2 separate regions of the Ovis aries genome follow, and region 1 is linked to region 2. Evidence: chromatin contacts called from public Hi-C data. All regions are on one chromosome and are shown on one strand. The core of a region is the stretch at or near the end of the contact, and the rest is flanking DNA. Distances in the headings are between cores, read along the strand shown.

Region 1 (5,101 bases), core at 1,031-3,530, 140 kb before region 2:
AGCAGTCATATTTAATTATAGAATTAAAAACGTGGGCAGTATCTCTTGCTTAAATTTCAAAAATCTTCTTGGAATCAGACAACAAATAGCTGTGCCCCACTTCCAAGGAAAGATGGTCTCTGCAGTTCCACTAAATCCCGGTAGGTGGCGCTGGCACAGTACAAACCAGTTCCAGTTTGCCCTTGTTTATGGAAAGAATCTATCTTCTTTTGCCAATAAGGTTATAAAATGTATTTTTAGTGTGACTTGATGGGCCATAGCTGTAACTTAACAATATCGGAATCAAATTCTGATACCTAATCAAACGGACGTAAGCTCTATTAGATTTCGATTAGCATTCATTCTGATTTGATTATAAGGCTTCAACCATTCAAATGGCTAATAAGGAGACATTTAGATAATTGCAGCTGTCTGGGGTTATTGCATTTGCTATCATTTCCACAGAGTGATTCATGTACAGACTGGGCCATAAAAGTTGTTTTTGTTGGTGGAGACAAGAAACGAGGGTTTATTGGGGTGGGGGCACTGTGAAACATTTTGCTGTTGTGGTCTGGCATTTGGGATTGTTTTTTCTTTTTCCTTTTTTTTTTTTTTAATGGCATTGTTTTTTAATTAGAAGGGAAATACGAGTGTAGGGTGCTTGCCATTTAGCTGTTTTCCAAAAAGGTAGTCTCAATTCTGCATCCACAATACTGTTTCATTTGGCAAAAGAAGAGAGACATTGGCCAAGTTTCCTTTTCCTCTCTTTTAATTGAACTGACTTTCATTTGAACTGAGCAGATTAACCACATCAAAACTCAGCTCCCGCACAAAGGCCTTCAGTAAGTATAACTGGGGTCTCTCTTCTCACTTAATGTCCTTCCTAGGTGCAAACTGGAGGTGTTTTACCAAAGCTGCTAGACCACTTAGTGAGGATATTGAGACACACTTTAAATATAAAAGGAGTACTTGAACTAACTGACCTTCAAGGTCACTTCAGCCCCCACCACCTAAGATTCTAGAGATCAACAAAAAATGCCCCTGTGCCAAAGAGCCCCCAGACTCCAGGAGTGGGACAGGTCATCTAAGCTCCTAGAGCATCCCACATGTGGTATATTTTTCTGGATGGGACAGAGTTGCTGTTCCAGAGAGGTGGGGAAACTCACCCTTTACGCTACATGGGCCACTAAGAGCCTGAAATTCAAGTCTGGAAAGAAAAGTCATCAGTGAAAACTCATTTGTTCTTAAATCCAATACTTAATCATTTTTACCCACAGATAACTTACTAATTTGTCAATATTAGTATTAGCTTCAAAACTATATTCCACTCAAGGAAACAGATATATACTCTGAAGACTCAAAACCAAATTGTGAGGGGAGCTTAGAATTCTCTTTTGTTCTGCTAGAAAATACGTCTCATGTCCCGACATGAAAACATAAATTCTCATAAATATTCCTCTATTCTCAGAGGCCTAGGATATAACCCCCCAGACTCCAGGACTACATCTTTCTGGTCTTGCGTGTTGCGGCAGGACCTAGTCTGAGACTTCACAGACCACAAACACCTTGCTGTGCTATAGATCCAATCCTATTCGAGGTCAGACTGTATGTGTGAGAATGTAAGAAAAAGCAAAGCTTTCTTAGCACAATGTTCCATCAAGCCTAATAGTTTGCCTTCTATACATTCGAATATAAATTCAATAATCTTCCAGAAAGACAAACATCCTAGGCTGTCCTTTAAAGCATTGGGTTTTTTCTTTCCCCAATACAGGTGGTTGTGGGGTGGGCCAGGATCCAAAAGTCTTGACCATAAAAAGAATGCAGACTGACAAACTGAAGGTCTGAGCCACCGCCCAAGACTCCTGTGGGTGGGGTCCGTTTTTCCCAGAAGTGCGGACAATGTCATTTGTAATACAGAAAAAATGTGGCACACACTGCCAGGGCAATTCTCTCAGCATTGAGTGAAGAGATGGGGGTGGGATAGGGCATGAATGAGGAAGGCGGGATGGGGCCGTGCATAGACACATGGAGAAGGTGATCAGAGAAACGCATGTCCTCCTAGGCCTGTCTCTGCAGACCGGCCTGTGGGCAATTGTTTGGAGAAGAAAACAAGCAGCTGAGCAAACTCCTTAGCCGCTCTGTGGAGGGAATTTCTATAACCCTTCAGTATCCCTAGAGCCAGAGCTCAAGTTTGGGACCTAATGTTCCCTTAGCAATAGATAATACGGTTTAGTCCAAGAGAAATGGAGTAACTTTTTAGGGAGGAATTTCCTAAATGTGAAAAATCCTTTCCTAAGATCCCAGCATTGACCTGGCTTTCTGAGATCTCTGACTTCATTTCCTATTGCTCTTCCCCTGACTCACTCCACTTCACCCACAGTGCCTCCCTGCCGTGTTTCCAAGAGGGCCCACCTCAGGGCCTTTGCACTCACCCAGCTCACTCTCTCCCTTCCTTCAGGTCTTCGCCGTTGCCCTCTCCTCTTCCCAGCCACCCTGCTTAAAATTTCAATATGTCCTGCTGCCCTGACATTTCTACTCCTTTCTCTGACTTCATTTTTCTCTTAAACACCCTCACTAGTGTAGTCTATATTTTACTTATTTATCTGGTATATTTCTGTCTCCTAAACAAGGTAAGCTCCCTGAGGGCAGAGTTTTGGACTGTATCTCCCATGCCAAGAAAAGTCTAGAACAGCGTGCGCACTCAGGGCAGAGCTTTGAATGAATCAAGTCCAGTTCCATATTCATACTTTCCACAGGGACACTGACTCACATGAATTTCTTTCCAAGTGAATTACTATCCTGAGAGTTTCTTAGAGAACGGTCAAGCATCCTGGGAAACCCAGCTGCTTTCTAAAATCCTCCCTACTTTTAAGTGTTCAGAAGCATCTAGAGCAGTGGTTCTCAAAGTGTGGTCCCCGGCCAGAAGCAATAAAGGACTTAGAGCTTGTAAGAAAGACATTTTCAAGCCCTACCCAGGACCTACTGAACAAAGATCTCCAGAGGTGGGGGCATGGGAGAAGGGGGGTGAGGCAATCTAGTTTTAAAAGCCCTCTGTTGACTCTAAGGCAAGCTGCAGTTTGAGAACTAACCACTGAGTAAACAGCGGAGGGCTAAATTATCTAGAGATATGGATTCTAGTCCTGGTCGACTTAGTTGTGTGACCTAAATTGGTCACATCCAACATCCCTTAGCTGGGTACATCCCTTAACCTCATCGACCTTGTCTCTTCACCTACAAAATAAAATAGCTGCTAGATTTTTCTTCCATGATTTCAATGTACTACTGGTAAATCTTGCAATCACAGCCCTGAAGGACCTCTTTACTTAACCTTATAAATGTGTATTTGAAGTAATTCAACATTCTATCATAAGGAAAACTTTATTTTCTTTCAATCTGGCCTTTTCTCAAGTTTCCTGAATTGGTGAGCAATCTGTACAGTCACACAATCTTGCCACACTGGACTCCTCTTCCAATGACCATCTTCTCATACCTCTCGCCTTTTTCAGCTTCTGGGACAGCCCCTCTTCCGATTTCCCTCCCGTCTCTTGAGCTGTTCTCAGATTTTTTGCTGGCTTCTTACCCTCAGTTTCTTAAGTGCTGGTGTTCGCATCTTGATTCTTAGAATCTACACGCAATTCTGGGTGACTTTGTCTTCACCCTGACTTCAGCTATTTCTCAAGTAAGCTGACGACTCCCAAATATTTTATTCTCTTAGAAATCTCCACATTTCTAGGTCCCCTGAGATTAAAACACCCAACAGAGAACCCATCACTTCCCCCACCCACTCTTCTTCCAATTTCCCCACTAAGCAGCCCAGGTCAGGAACTAGAAGCTCCTGATGCCTCCTTCTCTCTCCTTGCCTCTCATCCTCTCTGTCCCCACTCTGGGATCTCTTTAGCCATCTCTTTCCTCACTTCCCAGTCACTGCCTTTCACTGGCCGCCAGCTTCATGCCTAATCCTCTCCAGTCTGTTTGCCACACTGTCCCCCAAAGCACACTGATGGCAGCCACCACGTAAACCCCCCAGGGACCTTCCTGGTGGTCCAGCAGTTGGGACTCTGCACATCCACTGCAAGGGGCCTGGGGTCAGTCACCAGGTGGGGAACTAAGATCCCTCATGCTGCTCGGTGCAACCAAAAAAAAGAAAAAAAAGTTTTTAATTTAAACAAAACCCCCCAGGGGCTCTCCATAGGTTTCAAGGCACTGTTCCAGCTTCTCTGCTCAGTCACATGGATCTGCCTCATCTCCTTCCTGCCCACACTCTTGTCTCCCCGCCCCACACCAGCCCACGTGCAACTGCTTGTTTCACATTTGGGCGCTTCTCCACAGACTCCACCTTCTCCTGGGCCTTCTCCCCACTTTTCTGACTGACTTTCACTTGTCCCTTAAAACCTGTCCTTTATCATCTCACACCTGTCAGAATGGCCATCATCAAAAAGAACACAAATAACAAATGCTGGGGAAAATGTGGGAAGAAGGGAACCCTTTCACACTGCTGGTGGGAATGTAAATTGGTGCAGCCACTATGGAAAACAGTATGGGAGGTTCCTCAAAAAACTGCAGACAGAGTTACCATATGACCCAGCAATTCCACTCCTGAGTATACATCTGAAAGGAAGAAAAACACCAATTTGAAAAGATACATGCACCCCAATATTCACAGCAGCATCATTTACAACTGCTAAGATTTGGAGGCAACCTAAGGGCCCGCAACAAATGAAGGGATAAAGAATATGTGGTGTATATATATTTTTTGTCGTTTAGCCGCTAAGTCTTATAGGACTTTTTGTGTCCCACAGGCTTCCCTGTCCTTCACTATCTCCTAGTATTTGCTCAAATTCATGTCCATTGAGTTGATAATGCTAACTAACCATCTCATCCTCTGCTTCCCCTTCTCTTTTTGCCTTCAAATTTTCCCAGCATCAAGGTCTTTTCCAGTGAGTCGGCTCTTCATATCAAGTGGCCAAAATAGTGGAGCTTCATCATTAGTCCTTCCAATGAATATTCAGAGTTGATTTCCTTTTAGGACTGATATATATGTGTGTGTGCGTGCATATATATATTCCATATATATGGAATACAACCCAATGGAATACTACTCCATCAGGAAAAAAGAATGAAA
Region 2 (5,205 bases), core at 2,160-4,659:
TCTGTGTCCTCCCCAAGGCCTTTCCTGATGATCTCTCCATTCACCCCCCTCGATATTGGACCTAGTCCTCTTCCAGCTCCCTACTCCCCTCACAGCTTTGATCATTGCCTGTTTATCTGTTTACCTGTCTACTGTTACGTTCCAAGATGACAGGGACTTGGTTTTGTTCACTGGTGTTTCTCTGAGAACACAGATGGTGCTCGTATTTGCTAAATATTTGTTAAATGATCTGTTCAGGAATCTATGGCATGCATTCTGTGTACTAATCTCATTTGGGTTTTAACTTATTTCTCCTTTTTGGCTTCCCTGGTGGCTCAGATGGTAAAGCGTCTGCCTGCAATGCGGGAGACCCGGGTTCAATTCCTGGGTCAGGAAGATCCCCTGGAGAAGGAAATGGCAACCCACTCCAGCACTCTTGCCTGGAAAATCCCATGGACAGAGGAGCCTGATAGGCTACAGTCCATGGGGTCGCAAAGAGTCGGACACGATTGAGCAACTTCACTTTCACTTTATTTCTCCTTTAAACTGATTTCTCATCTATTTAAGTTTATCCTGCTATAAAAACTATATTTTTATAAATTTTTTTTTTTGAATGAGGCTGAGTATACTCACACACACATGCACTTTAAAAACAGAAAAACAGGTAACAAGCAGATGACTGGAGCCTAGTGTAACTCACTTAATAACTTCAATACCTACATGTTGTCAGCGAAAAAAAAGCTGGCTTGCTTTTGCATCTTTTCCATCTCAACTCTTCTCCACCGGGAATTCTGCGTTAACATATGCTTCCGGCCCAGGACCAGCACTTGAAGATTCTGCTTGGCGAGATGAGAGACCACATTCAAGAGCTGAAAAACACAAAGTCAGTCCCCAAGAAAGTCAGGGAAGAATCTCAAGTAAGGGGAGTGATTCTGCTAGATGGTAATCTCAATGGGTCCAACAGTCTTTTCTGGTAAGAGGTGAGAAAACATTCCTTAACAGTCTTTTCTGGTAAGAGGTAATTGCCCATCTTTGTAAATAAACCGGAGGAAAATGCTTCCATGTTACAAATGATTATCTAACACCTGCCCACTGGCCAGGCTACATGGGATACCTGGGGAGGTTTCTAAGCATAGACAAGATGAGCCATTTTAAAAATGTGTTCTGTAGGGCCCACTGGGAGAGAGGTAGGGGAGCTAAGAAGGATGGGGTTTGGTTCCTGTACACTCCCAACCCTGTTTCAACCCAAACAGCTCAGTTTTTGTCACTTATATATTGGTATTCTGCATAGATTTTTATTTAAATAAAGGATGGCTCAGATGGTAAAGAATCTGCCTACAATGCAGGAGACCTCAGTTCAATCCCTGGGTCAGGAAGATCCCCTGGAGAAGGGAATGGCAACAGTTAGGAGCCTAGCAGGCTATAGTCCATGGGGTTACAATGAGTCAGACACGACTGAGAGACTAACGCTTTTATTAAAAGTTTGTAAATGGCTGGAATAGATATTTCTTTTTTTTTTTTACTTAAGGTTTTTTAACTTTTAACTTTGTATTGGGATATAGCTGATTAACAATGTTGTGATAGTTTCAGGAGAACAATGAAGGGATTCAGCCATATGTATACATGAAGATATTGAATTTTCAGTCAACTTTTCCACATCATGATTCTGCTAAGATTGCTACTTTTCACTGAAATCCCTCTTTCCTCCAAAAGGTCTGTCAACTTTCATCCTCCAGCTTATTTTCCACTCAGTGAATTTACCCCATATTCTTCCCATTTCCCACATGTCTTGTGTGCACACGGATTCCTCTTAAAAGTTTGACGTGGGATTTTTAGTAACTCCTACACTTTGGTGAGCTTATTTACATTCAATCTTTCATAAGTAAAAGTCTATAGACTACTTTCATGTACAACCTATTAAACTAAGCTATAAATGAATATTACTAAGTGTAATATGTAAAAGCTAATAAAATATTTTAACTTAAGTTATATAACAGTGCATCAGAAATATAAAAGTTCTATAATTTATAAAAACTCCAGGGCCTCTGAAAATCACAAGTTGAAAGTCATTGAAGAAATCCTTAATTTTCTTGGGTCTTGGTTAGAAAGGCATTTATTTTAGCCTAGCTTTCCCTAACTCAAATTTATTCCCATGTAGACTTTCAGGATATTAGTTAAAATTCTTTACTCAATAATTTTTCATTCATTTATTTGGTCAGTTGTCAAATATTGCTTGAGTACCTGTTAGTCTAACACACATGGATTCTCTCAGTTAGTCTAATAATGAATTAGCGAGAGCTGAACTTTTAAGTACTGTTTAATGCTTTGGATTTATATGTATTTTTGGCCCATTCTACCCCATTACTAATCTTATTATTTTAGGAAACAGTAGTTAGTTATATGATCTCTAATTCTTAGTTCTAGAATGAATGGACAGAATGAACACAAGTTGGCCACTGAATGTGAGCAGAGAAGTGTACCAATACCACTGTGAGGACTCTGACCCAAAGCTTTACAACCAGAAAAAGTTATGAGTAATGGCTTCTCTGTTCACTCAACAGTTATTTCCCAGAACTCTCCATGTATAAGGCACATAGTAGGTATTATAGCTTACGAAGTTTTGGAAGATATGGCCCCTGACTTCAGCGAGGGAGTGCCTAATAATTTTCTTATCCAACTCTCAAGCCTGGAAAGATGTATATGCTGGTTCCACATATACTGAATGGTTAATAGACATTTTCTGATTAGCTGAAGAAAACGCCTACCTCTATTGTGAAATACAAAATGCCTACCTTTATTACTGAAAACTTGAAAAATATAGGCAAGAAGAAAAGTGAAAGAGGAAATCACTTATAACCTCACTACCCAAAGATCTAACTCTATTTGCCAGTCTATTTATCCTAAGCATTTTTATATAATCTTACAAGGTACTATTTTAAAAGCTGGGTTGGTAATCAAACATCTTCACTATGGAAGTTTAGTTCAGGGATTCAAACACCTCAAAACATTGAGAATGAATCTCCTTCAAAATGCACTTACAAATTTTCTTCTTAAAGCTATGCTGAGATTACAGATTATTTTCAATGAGCCCAGACAAAAAATGGCAACTGAATTCATTAAAAGGAATGACAACTGCTTTCTAAAAACTCCTGTATGAATTCCCATAAAGTTATTCTCAATATAAAACAAAAAAAAATCAAACAAAACCAATTTTTGATACTGATTCCATATACATGAGAAGACATGGCTTAAAGAAATACACAATTGGGTCTTCACATCTGTGTGTGTGTGTGCTTAGTCATTCATATCTATACCTCGGTTTAAATAAACAGCCTTGAATTTACTAATATTAAGTTAAAGACAGGGGCCCAAAGAAGAACAGAAAGGGCTTAGGTTAGCTTGAACAACTCTGGGGCACCATCGTGTGGCCGAAAGGTCTCGGCTAGCAGCAGCTCTCTGGTAATGATGCAAACAAGGGAGAATAAAGACACAGGAAAGAGAGATGAGTGTACGGGATGGAATAGAGGCATTTGCCTGAAACTCTATAGCAATCTAGCTATGAGCCTACTTCCTGTGAGGTAAATTCCAAGACTGGATCCAATGGGCTGGCCCAGAGTCATAGATATACTTAGAATAGTAAAGAAAAAGAAAAGTGACCTTAATTCTATGTTAGATCAAAAATAAAAATGGGAGAAATTTCTACTTCTGGGAAAACGGAGTGGATGTACTCTTCCCTATTTCTTCCACTATGTACAACTAAAACCCTCAGATGTTTTGTATATAAAACAAATGCAAGACTTTGTAGAGATAAAAAGGCAGACTGGCTAGGGACCTTGGGATTTCCTTTTCGCCTCATATATCCTCCTATACTTGGAAATCAAGAAGCCAGCAACCTGGAAATGTCATGGATACAGACAAAAAAGACCAATAAAGGCCGGTTCTCTCTAGCCAAAGGACTAGAAAAGACGCAGTCTAGCAAGACTGAAAACCTGTTAAAGTGATAACACCAGCAGACTGATGTTACATGTGTGTGCGTGTGTGTATACATATGTGATGCTTTCAGCAACCATTAAAAATGCTATGCAAAGATATATATTCAAAAACACTATGATTTTTTTTTAAAGCCAACTATAGACACATAAAAATGGAATTCTAAGAAAAGTTCAAGCAACCCACAGGAAGGCAGGAAAAATAAAACAGAAATAGGAAAGAATGGTAATAGAAAACAAAAAATAAAATGGCAGACATAATGCCTAACATATGAATAACAACATAAAATATAAAGCATTTTAATACATCAATGAAAAGACAGGGCACATATCAGAATTTTATTCATTTTTAAGGCTGAATAATATTCCATTGTATCTATATACAACATCTTATCTATTCATGTCCATGGATATTTGGGTTGTTTCTAAAACTTTCCTTCCTGAACTTATCCTATAATGAGGAATATTGATCATAGCTATCTTGCTTGGGAAACCAGCATAGGACTTCTATAATGTCTGCAGATGTCAGATCCTAAAGGCTTTAGAGTTCTGAAGATCTACAGTCCATAAAACCCAGGAAGTTCCAGAGACTGCAGAGGGGGAGGTAAAAAGTTAAAAGACTAGGGAAAGGAAGTTACACTTGCTATTTAGGGTTATTCAGAATAGCTCTTGCTCTCATGACCCTCTCCCACCTCTTAGGCAGCTTTTCTACTTCCTGAGCATCCCTACCCACTTATTTCCAACACATGTAGCTCGGCCAATTGTATTTTTACCCTAAGCTCAGGAACTACTGTTCAGGTTTACACCAAAAGTAAGTCATGTATGAGTAATGTCACTTATGAATTAAAAAAAAGAAAAACTTCTTATCTATTCCTACTAGAGATAAACCAAATTAGAACAGAAGCCAAGCCAAATATTAAGCTGCAATCTGTGTTTACTCTTCTGGTTTTTGGAGAATTATCCTTTAGACATCGTAAAGAGCAATGTGGGAGCGAGCATGGTGAGAATGGATCTCAGCTTAACCTTGAGGTGCCAAGTACCTGGAGTTCTGGAAGCAATTTGGAATTTGAGATATTCTCCAGAATCAGCTGTACTATGTATTTTGCTCTGCTGTGTGGTTCAGACTCCAGACCCCTTGGGCAGGTCCAGAACTGTCCTCACCATCTCTGGATTCTCCAGGTTGAGAACTTCCCAGAGTGGATCTCAGCTTCTCTTGTCAGAACTGCCCTGAGCTCAA

Evidence for each region. A called contact is a pair of places that touch in the nucleus more often than the background predicts.
Region 1: a Hi-C map of retroperitoneal adipose tissue shows a contact between it and region 2, with 4 times the contacts expected there. The contact joins two enhancer-like sites. A contact is called at or near these places in 14 of 16 Hi-C or Micro-C datasets (blood, hypothalamus, liver and 6 more).

Annotation. Positions count from the first base shown.
Region 1 is chr18:43,407,915-43,413,015 of ARS-UI_Ramb_v3.0, reverse strand. No RefSeq gene overlaps it. Among named protein-coding and RNA genes, the nearest start is that of NFKBIA, 13 kb to the right of the region's middle. Within about 2 kb of position 2,280, at least 3 of the 54 cell types and tissues checked have an H3K27ac peak or open chromatin away from gene starts, as enhancers often do.
Region 2 is chr18:43,273,760-43,278,964 of ARS-UI_Ramb_v3.0, reverse strand. It overlaps PRORP (protein only RNase P catalytic subunit), which reads right to left. Exons shown (of 8, transcript XM_012098802.4): 6 at 700-848. Among named protein-coding and RNA genes, the nearest start is that of PSMA6, 31 kb to the left of the region's middle. Within about 2 kb of position 3,409, at least 3 of the 54 cell types and tissues checked have an H3K27ac peak or open chromatin away from gene starts, as enhancers often do.